Regions from separate parts of the Mus musculus genome. Here all the other regions are linked to region 1. A link is a contact called in public ChIA-PET and HiChIP or PLAC-seq data. All regions are on one chromosome and are shown on one strand. Each heading gives the region's core, a stretch centred on a gene start, on an enhancer-like site or on the middle of the called end of the contact. The rest is flanking DNA. Distances are from core to core; before and after follow the strand shown.

Region 1 (3,208 bases), core at 302-2,801:
CTCTGGAAGGCTGAGGCTCCATCTCCTCCCCTCCCAGGGCACCTGCCATATTTTTCCCACTTGAGGTCTGATGTTCCTTTAGCTATGGAGCCAAACATGGCCTGCCTAGTTTCAGCTGCCTGCGCACTCGGGCCTCTCTGGCCAGTGTGAGGCAGAGGGAGGTTTCCTAGAGGAGGCCAGGTTGCTTCTCCTCAGAGGCACACCTGGAGGTGTTGGGGCACAGGTTCAATTTTTTTCCTAGGCTCTGAGTTCACAGTTTACTGGACACCCCCCCTCCCACCAGACGCGCTGAGTTCCCTAGCATCCGGTAGCCCTTCCCTCTGAAGTTCAAAGGACGTGCCTCCCTCTTGCCACCTCATGGGACAATGCTCCTATCTGTGGCGATCTGCATCCTCTCCTCAGTGAAGCAGACATACTGCGGGCTGCAGCTATGACACTGTTTCCAGTCGCAAGCTTCTGGACACGAAGTGGGACAGGAAGGGGCTTGTGGCTTGCTGAGACCAAGATGTCCCTTCTCTGAGCACTGGAGATTCCCACCTCGGAGGAGGAGAATGCCGCCCATTTCCCCCACCCCCAACCCCCATCCCCGGCCCCTGATGCTTTCAAGTAACTGGTGTGGCTCCCAGAGACCTTGGGGCAATGCACATTTCTAGTATGATCTAGATATGTGAAGTGGTCAAGGTGGTAGACCCTTGTGGGGCTGGACTAGAGTGTATGAGTGTCGGGGGACCCCGCCTACTTGTCCCAGCTCCAGAGCCAGTTCTTCCCAGAGCTCCTGTAGAATAACCCTGCCATCGTGGCTTTTTCTAGGTGAACACCAGCCTAGCTCTGGAGTCCCAGTGGGCTCACCCCTCCCTCACCCCAGCTTTAGAGCTTTAGAGCCTGCCTCTAGGGTTCCGGCAGAGGCCTGCCCCTGGATGCTTCCAAGAAATTGGGCACTGTACTGTCTAGATTTATATCAACTTGACACGTATTATAGTTATCTGAGAGGAAACCTCAATTGAGAAAACGCTTCTATAAGGTTGCGTTGTGGGCGTCTGATGGTGGGTGGAGCCATTCCCAGGCTGGTGGTCGTGGGTTCTAGAAGAAATCAGGCTGAGCAAGCCAGTAAGCAGCAGCCCTCCATGGCCTTCGCATCAGTTCCTGCCTCCAGCTTCCTGCTCTGTTTGAGTTCCTGCTCCAACATACTTCGATAATTAGCTGTGGAAGTATAAGCCAGGTAGACCCATTCCTCCCGAACTTGCTTTGGTCACTGTGTTAATCACAGTAATAGCAACCTTATCTAGGACAGGAACACATTGGGGACCCCTCCTTTCCAGAACTTGCCCTTCCCCCAACACTCCAGGTGCCCCCCTCAGGTGGGGGCTCACTGTGGGAAGCAGCCTTTGCCCCAATCCCTGGCTGCTACAATCCCCACCTTCCTCTTGTGTTCCCGACACCCTGCGGCTGGTACTGCGTGACCCCGGAAATGTGCTCTGCCCCGCCAGGAGCATGTGGCCTGTGATTTTCCTTCCACACAGCATTTTGTTGCTTTGACGTCAACTTCAAACACGGCTCTCTTTCCTGTCTTCGCATCAAGGAAATAGGCTGAGCTGCAAAGAAAGGTGCTGGTGAGAAAAAGTGCTCTGGGGACACCAGGCCTTCCGGCTGGGCCCTGCCGTACCCTGTGAGCTGTGATAGCCTCGAGGGTGTCCAGGTGAGTGGCCACCCTTTAGCCTTTGGTGGAGGGAGTGTGACTGGGTGTCACTCCCTTACTCTGATCTCTGTGTGAGGAGGGTGGGGTCCGCAGGGGCCTGAGGCTGGGCTTGGGTAGGCCCAAGTGGTAGGGACCTGAGACTTTGCAATCGGTGGAGCTAAGGGGCGCCCTTGGGGAAACAGGTCACCCGAGGGGTGCCGGTGTCTTTTTCTGGGTTCCTAGACTCCTGTTGGGTCGGCTCCTTGGCTTTAGAAAGCAGCACAGGCAGGCTGGTACAATAGGCCTGTGAGCTTGGACAACAGAATGTCAGTAGCTCTGGAGAGGGGCTCGAGTCAGGCTCCACTCGGAGTCAGGTCATGTTAAAGCAGGGGAAAGGAACTATCACTAGATCTCTGCTCCGTAGCTGTGTGCTCTTGACAGTTGTCTTGGCCTCTCTGAATCTGCATTTAAAAAACAGATACAGAGTTGGCTGCCTGTTAAATGCTTGCCTTGTTTGTTGGCCAAGAGGCTGGAAGAGGTATCTCAGACAGTGAGGCCTGGCAGAAAATAGCAGGGTTCCTGTGAACGGTCACAGTGACATTCATTGCTCTTGTCTTAGCTAGGACATCAAACACACAGTAGGTGTTTACTGAAGCCTTGCTGAAAGATTGGGGTCACCAAGTCCTAAGTTGGAAAATCGAAGGTGTCACCTGCTAAGGTTCCTCTGACAAACCCAAAGTTCACCTGACCTTCAGTTTTGCCTTTGCAACCCCCGCAGATGCTCTGGTGGGCCAGCAGCCTGGAGGGTGTTAAAGTTTACACTTTTTAGGGCCAGGGGCCTGGGTCCATTTAGATCTGCCTGCTCTTTATTGCTGTGTGACCTTGGGCAAGTCACCCCACCTCTCTGTGCTTTCACAGTTTCTGTATCTGACACCTCATTCAGTGTTCAGGGACATAGGTGCCATATAGTTAATAGGTTGTTAGGATGCTAATTGTTATCATTAGCTCTGGAGGGTCTCAGGCCCTGATCACAGATTCTGGAAACTTCCACGAGGCCTGCAGCATCTGAACCACCCTATACTGACCACCCCTGCTCAGGCCCAAGGACCACAGGAACGGGGTCATGCTGACCTAAAGCCAGCTGACGCCGCCTGTCCCCAGTGGGCACTAGTGTCTGGAGATGTTTTTGGTATTAACTTGGGCAATCCCGGCATGCAATGGGTAGATGTCAAGAATGCTGTCAAACACCCCTTCCCACGGCCCTTCCCTCACCATTCCTCTACTCTATGGGCACTGTCCTGGGTCGCCCCAATGTTTTCTACCTATCTTTTACTGTCCTATAGCTGGATATCTAGAGAGCAGAAGCTGCCTTGCTTAGGGGGGTCACGTCATTTCTAGAATCCAGTCAGTGGAGGCTGGGCTGGGGTTCTGACCATTCTGCGGGGTTGGAGGGACATTGCCCCATCAATTGACATATGCTCAGCGAGCTAGATTTAAGACCATCTCTGGCCCCCACCAGCCTCAAGGCCTTGG
Region 2 (3,208 bases), core at 436-2,935, 450 kb before region 1:
ACAACCAAACCATGGAAGCACTGATGAATGCTCACGCTATCCTGAGCTGGTGTTCTATGGATGGAGAGTGATGGAGGGCGGTGGCTGTGGGCTGGGGCAGGAGTGTGTAAAGCTTGAGCAACTGAAGTGTTTGTGCTTTTAGGAAGGCAAATGGAGGTATCATTCCTCAGCAGGGTTTATTGGCTGTTGTAAATTACTTTCTGTTGCAAAGAGTTGCCTCAGGAGACAATTAAATTTAGATCTTATTGTTCGCAGGTTGCCCGAGACAGGTGTTGACTTGCTGAGGCTTTGCACAAACAGCACTGCCTGAGAGTGAGCTCTCCTGCCTGGACGGTAGGATCCTCCTTTTCAGAGGTCGGATTAGCTGTGGCTTTGAAAGGTAGTGAGTGCCTCATTGATAGATGTATCCAATCCAGGAGGTAGTGGATGGTCTATACTGCAACACTGAAGGCAGCGTGCAGATCTCCATACCTAACCTGGCACTGTAGCTAACCCAACCAATCGACCCTTACCAAATGAACACAGTGACTAGAAGCCTGTGAAGTTTCCAGGTGGTATCTCTTGGTAGATTGCATCTCTGCTAGAGTCTTGGATCTCTTGGGGTGGACTGGGGTTTGTAATCTTGGATGTGGGAGGCACTGTTACAATCATTGTTCTGCTCGTTATTCTGAGCAGTTAATAAATATCAACCACAATATTGCCTGTTACCAGATCGGCAAGCACTGGTTTATTACAATTATCCACCAAGCTCACTGGTGTCTGCTCCAGGCTGAGCTTGCAGATCTGCCATTCCAGAGCTTATGGATAAAGCCCAGAGGGTCAAAGTCATCAAATGCAGACTGTCCATTTGTTCAGTGTGAAGGGGAACACTAAAATGTTGGGGGCTAACTATGAAGCCTTCCTCTGTGCCCCAATTCTCTAGCCCTACCACCGACCAGTAATATGAGCTAATTAATCACCCAGGCCTGTTTTGCTCTATATAATGAAGATAATGATGGTATGAAATGCACCGAGCTGTATGAGTATTATAGTTAATCAACAGAATTTGATTCCGGGGATACTAACTACATAATAGGAACAGAGTTCGAGTTCAAGCTAATAAGGCTTTCTGCTTTTAAATCTCAAGTTTTAGCGTCATCTTCTATAACCCACACGGGTCCAAATGACTGTTCTCTCTACTAATCTTGTCCACATTCACCCTCAACTCGTTCACTTCCTCTTTGCACGGTCCATCTTGTGGCTTTCACTCAGTCTACATGACATATGTAGACATGGGCATTTTGGGCATTAGGCCTGGACCACAGACTTTCTAGATTGGCCTCTGGTAGGCTAACAGTACTTACTGTGTAAAGTTGGAAAGGATGGAACCGGCCAGGACCACTTCAGGTAAAAGCCAGAAGCACTTTATTTAACCCCACCCAGTCTTTGGCAAGCTACAAAGAGCGGGCAGTTTTTCTAAGACTCTAGTTTTGCCTCTAGGGAAACCAACAGACATGCGACAGCAGTTGATTCTTGAGTTTCTTACATCAGCCCCTAGCTGCAAAGTGGGCGCACACTACAACTCCCAGACGTCCTCGGGTCTAAGGGGGCGGAGTCTGCTCCGCTCTAGAAAATAGGATTCACCAATGGGCGCCCAGAGCGCTGGGGGGGGGCGGGTCCATGGGCGGGTCCGCGGGGGAGGAGGCAGTCGAGCGGCGCCGGTAGTCAGTCGCGCCGAGAGCGCTGGGACAGGACGGCTGTGCGTGTAGAGGGTCTCTGCATAGCGACGCGCGCTCTCGCTGGGCCATGGGTAAGCGGCTGGCGGGCGGCGCCGGGGTCAGAGGGCTGGGGTCCCAGAGCGATCGTGGCTCTCAGGGTAACCCGAATGTCTGCGTGCTCTCTTCTCGTGGAAAGTCGGGGCGGCCAGGGGCTTCCCAGGCGTTTATCTCGAAACTCTCCTCTCCGAGTCTGGACTGAAATTCACTGAGCCGCCCACACTTCCTGCTGCGGTTTCAATCTCGAGCTGCTCTGGGCCCATTTGTTGTGACAGCTGTCAGCAGCAGCTTCTCGGCCGCGGGCCCCTCCCTGCCCCGTGCCAGCCCAGCGCTTCGCTTCTCAGAAACCGAGGCGCCCGGGCCGCGCGCAGCGCTTCCCACTGCGGCCGCGATTCCTGAAAGTGACTGCGCGGGTTTTGAAGAAATTGCTCAATGCGCTTTGAAGAATCAACGGTTCCTCTTTTCTGCCAAGGGACATGCTGATGGTTTGACGGTCACACGCTTCAGATCCCCTGCTCCTTCTCTCTTCTCTTTCCTTTTTCTTTTTGTTTCTTTTTCTTTCCAACCCCCAGCAGGAAAGACGGTTTCTTTTTACCCGCCTGATCTTCTGAGTTTCCCTCTTTTCCCTCGGGTCTCTTCAAAGGGACAGGGTGATGGCCCTGGACTGGGGGTGTTTAGTGGACCGAGGGCAGAAGCTCAGGCTGCCAGAGTGCGACGAACAAGTTTGGCTTTGCTCTTATTGCGAACTAGGGGCACAACCACACCACCGATCTGTGGCCCTTTGCACTCACTACCCAGGCGTTGCTCCCTGGCCGGGGTCACATCCCACACCTAACCCACAGGCACAGTGGGGCCAACCGTAGGCCGGGAAGGCCTCAAATTAATCCCAAATTGTGCTGCTCAGGCTGTATCCCCTAGTTTGCAGAGTCTTTCATTTCAGATGAGTGTAACAGGTGCTCCTTGCCCCGCCCCGCGGGCACTGCTGGGAATTGATGCAAATCTAAGGATCTCAGTGTCTAAAGAGGATGGATGCCTGGGCAGGGGAGGGTGAGGAATGTTAAGCTAGAGGGTCTGTCTCTACAGCAGTTAGTGTCCTAAATGACTGCTTGGCCTAGAACTTGAAGTGACAGAGGCAGAATGGCCTAGAATTATATACCCCACCCCGTCTTCTATTACAGAGAAACTGAGGCATAGAGACAGACTAAGGTCTGACAGTGAGGGAGGACCAGGCTTCAAAAACTCCTTGCTCTTTCTCTTCTTTCCTAGTGGCCTTCCGCTGCCCTCGGTGGGAAGCTGATCTGTAATGATCTAGATTGCCTCTTGGACGAGTGTAGCAGGCACCGTGCTAGGGTGAGGAGAGGAGGAGAAAGGAAAAGTGAGGTCCGGAAGTTCCCTGTGTAGGGGTTTTGGCCTTCTGTTGAGTCAACCTCTGCAGCTTGTTTCAGCATAGGTGG
Region 3 (3,208 bases), core at 210-2,709, 320 kb before region 1:
CTTCAGCTAAATTCTTCAGCTGAAGAATCCAACCCACCACAGAGCTGTCATTTACACATGGCACAGTAACAGTAGTTGAGATCTGTATGTGTGGGTGAACTTTAGCACTATGAAAGGACAAAAATTTTGTCATTTATATTAAAAGAGATATATTCTCAAAAGCCTATGAGCTTAAACATATTCTTTTAAAATCAATCTTTCAGGCCGGGCAGTGATGGCACACACCTTTAATCCCAGCATTTGGGAGGCAGAGGCAAGCGGATTTCTGAGTTCGAGGCCAGCCTGGTCTACAGAGTGAGTTCCAGGACAGCCAAGGCTACACAGAGAAACCCTGTCTCGAAAAACAAAATAAATAAATAAATAAATAAATAAATAAAATTTAAAAAATAAAATAAAATCAATCTTTCAAGTGTAGCTGATTATCCCCAAATCCCTTAGACTAAGTATAAGTACCCCCAGGGTGAAAAACCAGACTAACCCATAGTATCAGCAGGGACCAACACTAAGGAGGTACTACAACCAACCAGTAAAATAATGACATCTTAGTAACAGAAATGACATCTTAGTAACAAAAATTCAAACTGCTTTCTGCAGTTTAAATTTGTGTTTCCTGCACCCCCTATCCACAGCTCTGCGAGAAAAACAAACTTGTATTAAGCTCTAACAGCATTAATTTCTCTTCTTTGTAGACACCTGTGTCAATTTTCTGACACTGAGCTGTGCTTAGAGATCTAGAAATCCCTGAAGAGAGCAATGCTAACCAGCCTCTTTCATCATCAGGGCTCGCGGCCTGGGAAGGAAGGAGCAGGTGTTCTAACCAGCAAACAGACTTTTTTCCCCCTCTCCTTCCTCAGTCCGACCGAGTTCTACCCGGGTTCTTGCTTTCTATCCAGAGCAGCCACCACTCTATCCCGACACCGGCTCATCGCTAATGGTCCTCAACCATCCCTCATTTATCTCAGTTCTCTCTCCTCATATTTCTGTCCAACTCCAAACACCTCTTCCTTCGAGCCTGACACTAGTGACAGCTGAGAGCCCTACCTAGACCTACTAGAAACTTCTAGCGCTCGGAAAGGGGCGGGGGTGGGGGGCGGACCCTTGTCCTTCGGACCTGTGGCTCTTCAAAGGAGCGGAGATCCTCGGGGCGCCCCCTCCCGCCGGGGACTGCGTCCTCGAGCTCAGTCCCGACTCGGTCCCCAAGCCCTCCCTGCACGACCACCTCGCCCCGGGCGCCTCACCCTGGTAGGGCTTCGACAGCGAGTGCTCCCGTTTCAAGTACTCCACCGCTTGACCCGCCCTGACATGCCGCGGCCCCGGCCCAGACCCCAACAGAAGGAGAAAGAGCAAAAGCTTGGCCCCGTCCCGAGCCCACGCGCGCCGCCGCCACCGCTGCCACCAGGAGGGTCTCGAAGCCGCCGCCATCTTTCCCACCGCCGGCCCTTCATCAAAAAGCCCGCCCCGTGGCCCAACCCATTGGCCTGCGGAACCATCGGCCCGATCTCCCATTGGCTCCTGGAGAGTTCCCTCCCCCGCAGGTGAGTATCCCACCGATTGGCTGACTAGTAGCAGTTGCCTTGCCAACCCAGGCAAGGGGCGTTGCCGAATGTCCAGACTCCCTTCTCTGCTTTTGTCCCAGGCTTCACCAGGCCTGCTAGTAATAGAGATTCTTAGTTTGTTTCTGCATTCTATAGTAAATTTAAAGCGATAAAACATTTTTTTTTCCCGATTGTCACTGCCATTTGTACCTACCTGGCCGCCAAGCTAACAGCCAAGAGGGCATAGAAGTAAAAAGAAAAATAGACAAATCCGTGACTAAAATGAGTGGAAGGAACTGAAGACTAGCTGTGTTGGTAAAGAACTTGACTTACGATGTGGGAAGGCATTAGGTCATCCCAGCACTCTGGAGACTGAGGCAGGAAGGTGAGGAGTTCAAAGTCAACACAGTGAGTTAGGGAGTGACCTAAGTAATTCATTAGAATGAAACGACTGGTTCCAGGGTGGTGGTGGTGCACGGATTGTATCCCAATGCTTGGAGGCAACGGTATTTGGATCTCTGAGTTTGAGGCAAGCCTGGTCTACAGAGCAAGTTCTAGAATAGCCAAGGCTACACAGAGAAACCTTGTCTCAAACAGGCAAACCAAACCAAAGAAACAAACATCTGGCAAACTGTCTCAAACAGGCAAACCAAACCAAAGAAACAAACATCTGGCAAACTGTAAAATGTGTAAAGGGCAGCCTGGGTTACATGCTGGGTTGACGAGCACAATCAACCAACATCACATGATGATATTTATAGAAATTAAGTGTATGCTAAATTCTGTGTGAATTTTCAGGGTTACATGCTTTTATTGTGCAAACCTTGTTCCTTGATTTAAAATGATTGGTTAAATAGAATTGACTACAGCCAATTACTGGAGGGAGGGATTAGAGGTAGGTGGGTTTTAAGTTACTTAGTTGAGGGTGGAGAAGAGAGCAGAAGGAAGAGAAACCAGGGGAGAAGAGGAAGAACGAAAGAAGGGGAGGAAGCCTCCAGGAGACGAGATGGACTATGAGTCCATGGCCAGAAGAAGCAGCCAAGTACTTAGGCTGTACCACTGGGGAGGTAGCCAGGCCAGCAGTTAGAAGAGTAGATTAGGGGTTACCCCTAGAAACTGTCAAAGCCAAATAAAATAACCATAGTCTGAGTCTCACTTACTTGTAAGCTGGTCAGGGATAAACTTAAATTGGTTGTACTACACCCCAGAGTTCATATTTCACCAAGTTCCAGCTTCCTGCCTGATTGCTCACTTCTTTCAGAAAACTAGCTTCCTCTTACCTACTTCCTCCTGGAGGCCTCCCTCGACCCCACTCAGACCCGACCGTGTGTGCATTGCTGAGCTCTGACTCTGGTCCATAGATAGCTACAATGGACTTATCAGACTTGTGTCTACATCTTCCCAATAGACACAGTCAAAGCTAACTCTCTTCCAAACATGAGTAAATTTTACAGAGAAACAAGATGTGAGCTTGCCTCAGAGAAGATCAACTCTTGAAAGCTGACAAAGCTACCGATCTTTTACAACCCTATCTCGAGACAGATAAATGGTGACAAGACTTTAGGAACTGCAGTTAATCTCTTTGCCATTCACTTACCACAAAACCATTTAGGACCCACAGTGGCCATAGAGTAACTTCCAGTCACCCTAGTTTGGCCACCCAAACCCCATAG
Region 4 (3,208 bases), core at 310-2,809, 290 kb before region 1:
CAGAGACATAGAGAAGGACTGTGTCTCTAGGGCCAGGAGAAGCCCTGCTGGGAGACCCAGGGGTCAACCCAGGCCTTGTGCTTAGTATAGCTCTTGCAACTGAGGTAAGGATGTTTGTCATCCGTGTCCTGCCCTTCACAGGGTGGACAGCTGTGGGTGGATAGCTGTGGTCATCCCCACACACTGAGTTCATAGCTGCCGGATGACATCCAAGTGGGGCTGACCAGGAAGCAGTGATCTCAAGGCTAGAACAGCAGCCCCACCCCTCAGTTCATTTCCACAAGCAGCTGCCTCAGCTGGCCAGTCACCACAATTTGGGGTTAAGGGTATGGTCCTGAAAGAGCAGGCAGCAACAACTATTACTACACAGGCAAAGACTATTCACAGAGAGTTGTTATGTCATATTCGGTGTGTAAGCCAGTTGTTCTCACGTGCTTAGCCAGGTGATGCTGTGTTATCACTCTTCCTGCCGTCAAATTAAAAACTAAAACCATAACTAAACAATAAAATCAATCCAGGCATGGTGGTGCATATCTGTAAACCCTGCACTTGGGAGGTAATGGACATAGGATCGGGAGTTCAAGGTCAGCCTCAGATTTGAAGAGTTCAAAGCCATATCGGGCTATGTAAGACCTTGTCTCAAAAAAAAAAAAAAAAAAAAACAAACAAAAAACAAAAAACAAAAACAAAACAAAAAAAAAAAAACCAGTCATTCTTACCGCCATTTACAGACAGGGACTAGGATTAACGGTGAAGATCTGAAAGGCCTAGGATTTTGTGCCTAGGTTCAAAATTTGCATCTGTAAGAAGTAAAACACTTAGTGTTCCTGTGTGTGTTTACTTGCTTATTGCGCTCCCCCTCCTGCCCCCGTATGGCTTGTCTTGTTTACTGCCATTTTTCTGATGATAGGCTGTAAACTAAAGATGTGCAAGAATTTTGGCTTGTTCATTGCCGTATCGTTAGAGTATGAAACAAGAGTACATGTTCAATGAAAACTCATCCCTAAATAGAAATGACAGGTGAAAAACCTAGGTCAGAGCCTGGTCCCTCAGCACCTTAGGGGTCTAGACAGAACCGAGGAGTGGGCTGGGGGACTTCGGGGGCAGTGACAACCTATTTCTGGCATTGGGTCAAGGTCAACGAAAATCCCAGAAGTAAGGAGGCTGTAACGCCAGCCTGAACCCTCAGGTTCCCTTTTCTTTTTCTAAACCAGGAAATGCATTTTTCTCGCTGTGCCCGCGGAGAAGCACCACCCGCCCCAGAACGGAGCGACAGAGTGCAGGGGACCCGGAAGCAACCGAGCGCGTGGGGCTTGGGAGCCGGGCTCCCTAAGGAGGAGCGCGGGAGAAGCCCGGTGCCGCGCGGAAGCTTGGCTGGGCGCACCCCCGCTGCGGGCTCCCGCGCTCGCCCCGCGCCGTTCTACCTTAAGGGCGCAGACCTCCTTAAGCCGGGCGCGCGAGCCGTGGGTAGGGGCGGGACATCGCATGCAAATAAGGGGCGTGGGGCGGCGGGGCGGGGCGGGCGGGGCGCGGTCTGACGTCAGGTCCTCGGCTGGGGCAGTTGGCGCGGCGGCAGCGGAGCGGCAGGAGGGCAGGAGCGGAGGCGCCGAGTGAGGCGCGCGGCGGGGCGCGGGCAGCGGCGGGGCCGGAGCAACATGGCGCCGGGGGGCGGGGGCGGGCGGCGGGACGGCTGGCCGGCCCGAGGGCGCCTCCTCCTGGCTGCGCTGCTGCTGCTATGGACGCGGGCGGCCAGCGGCCAGAGCAGCCCCCAGCAGAGCGTGATCCTAGGCATGAGGCTAGCGAGCTGCAACAAGTCGTGCGGGATGAACCCGGATGGCATCATCTTCGTGTCCGAGGGCAGCACGGTGAACTTGAGGCTCTATGGCCACAGCCTGGGCGATATCTCCAGCAACCTGATCTCCTTCACCGAGGTGGACGACGCCGAGGCGGTCCACAACTCCACCAACTGCCTGGAGCTCACCAAGGACTTAGTGGTCCAGCGGCTGGTCAACGTGAGCCGCGGGAACACGTCGGGGATGCTAGTGGTGATTACCAAGTTCCTGCGGAGGAGCGAGAACATGAAGCTGTACGCGCTGTGCACCCGGCCCCGGGCCGACGGGCCCTGGACCAGATGGACGGACAAGGACTCCCTGCTCTTCATGGTGGAGGAGCATGGGAGGTTTCTGCCGCTCTGGCTGCACATCCTTCTCGTTATGGTGCTGTTGGTGCTGTCGGGCATCTTTTCTGGCCTCAACCTGGGGCTTATGGCCCTGGACCCGATGGAGCTGCGCATCGTGCAGAACTGTGGAACTGAGAAGGAGAGAAAGTATGCTCGCAAGATAGAGCCCATCAGGCGCAAGGGCAACTACCTGCTCTGCTCGCTGCTCCTGGGGAACGTGCTAGTCAACACCTCCCTCACCATCCTTCTAGACAACCTCATCGGGTCTGGCATCATGGCAGTGGCCTCCTCTACCATTGGCATTGTCATCTTTGGGGAGATCTTACCTCAAGCCCTGTGCTCCCGGCACGGGCTGGCTGTGGGTGCCAACACTATTGTTCTCACCAAAGTCTTTATGCTCCTCACTTTTCCCTTGAGTTTCCCCATTAGCAAACTCCTGGACTTCGTCTTAGGTCAGGAGATTCGCACTGTTTACAATCGGGAGAAGCTGATGGAGATGTTGAAGGTGACAGAGCCCTATAATGACTTGGTGAAGGAGGAGTTAAATATGATCCAGGGTGCCCTGGAACTAAGGACCAAAACTGTGGAGGATATCATGACCCAGCTACACGACTGCTTCATGATCCGCAGTGATGCCATTCTGGACTTCAACACCATGTCGGAGATTATGGAGAGTGGCTACACTCGCATTCCTGTGTTTGAAGATGAGCAATCCAATATTGTAGATATCCTGTATGTCAAAGACTTGGCTTTTGTTGACCCGGATGACTGCACCCCGCTCAAGACCATCACTCGCTTCTACAACCACCCGGTACATTTTGTTTTTCATGACACCAAGCTGGATGCCATGCTAGAGGAATTTAAGAAGGGTAAGGACTGGTGTAGCTCCTGGTTAAATGTCCTTTTGATACCTCTCGTTCCCCTGAAGCATCCCCTGCATGCTCTCTGTCTGCAGGTTTTACTCTTCTGTTTGTGCGATTTATTCTGGGTCCCCCTGTCCATGGCTTCCTATGCTTCTGGTGTGAACGT

The links. ChIA-PET counts read pairs in DNA pulled down with a chosen protein or histone mark. HiChIP or PLAC-seq counts read pairs in DNA pulled down with a chosen protein or histone mark.
Region 2: an RNA polymerase II ChIA-PET map of effector CD8 T cells shows a contact between it and region 1, with 30 read pairs. The contact joins the promoter of Arid5a here to the promoter of Zap70 in region 1. A contact is called at or near these places in 1 of 484 Hi-C or Micro-C datasets (CD4 T cells) and 2 of 115 datasets of contacts at active chromatin or transcription factors (effector CD8 T cells and memory CD8 T cells).
Region 3: a contact with region 1 is called in an RNA polymerase II ChIA-PET map of effector CD8 T cells, with 18 read pairs. The contact joins the promoter of Lman2l here to the promoter of Zap70 in region 1. A contact is called at or near these places in 2 of 115 datasets of contacts at active chromatin or transcription factors (effector CD8 T cells and thymic regulatory T cells) and 1 of 9 other capture datasets (pancreatic islet).
Region 4: an H3K27ac HiChIP or PLAC-seq map of thymic regulatory T cells shows a contact between it and region 1, with 2.5 times the contacts expected there. The contact joins the promoter of Cnnm4 here to the promoter of Zap70 in region 1. A contact is called at or near these places in 1 of 39 promoter capture datasets (cranial neural crest), 2 of 115 datasets of contacts at active chromatin or transcription factors (memory CD8 T cells and thymic regulatory T cells) and 1 of 9 other capture datasets (pancreatic islet).

The regions. Positions count from the first base shown.
Region 1 is chr1:36,760,247-36,763,454 of GRCm38.p6, forward strand. Zap70 (zeta-chain (TCR) associated protein kinase) reads left to right here and starts at 1,552. Exons shown (of 13, transcript NM_009539.3): 1 at 1,552-1,696.
Region 2 is chr1:36,306,048-36,309,255 of GRCm38.p6, forward strand. It overlaps Arid5a (AT rich interactive domain 5A (MRF1-like)), which reads left to right and starts at 1,686. Exons shown (of 7, transcript NM_001172205.1): 1 at 1,686-1,789. The coding sequence starts at 1,786.
Region 3 is chr1:36,443,812-36,447,019 of GRCm38.p6, forward strand. Lman2l (lectin, mannose-binding 2-like) reads right to left here and starts at 1,460. Exons shown (of 8, transcript NM_001013374.2): 1 at 1,239-1,460. The coding sequence starts at 1,422.
Region 4 is chr1:36,470,038-36,473,245 of GRCm38.p6, forward strand. Cnnm4 (cyclin M4) reads left to right here and starts at 1,560. Exons shown (of 7, transcript NM_033570.2): 1 at 1,560-3,048. The coding sequence starts at 1,656. It overlaps Gm33454 (predicted gene, 33454), which reads right to left and starts at 1,732. Exons shown (of 3, transcript NR_168706.1): 1 at 1,425-1,732.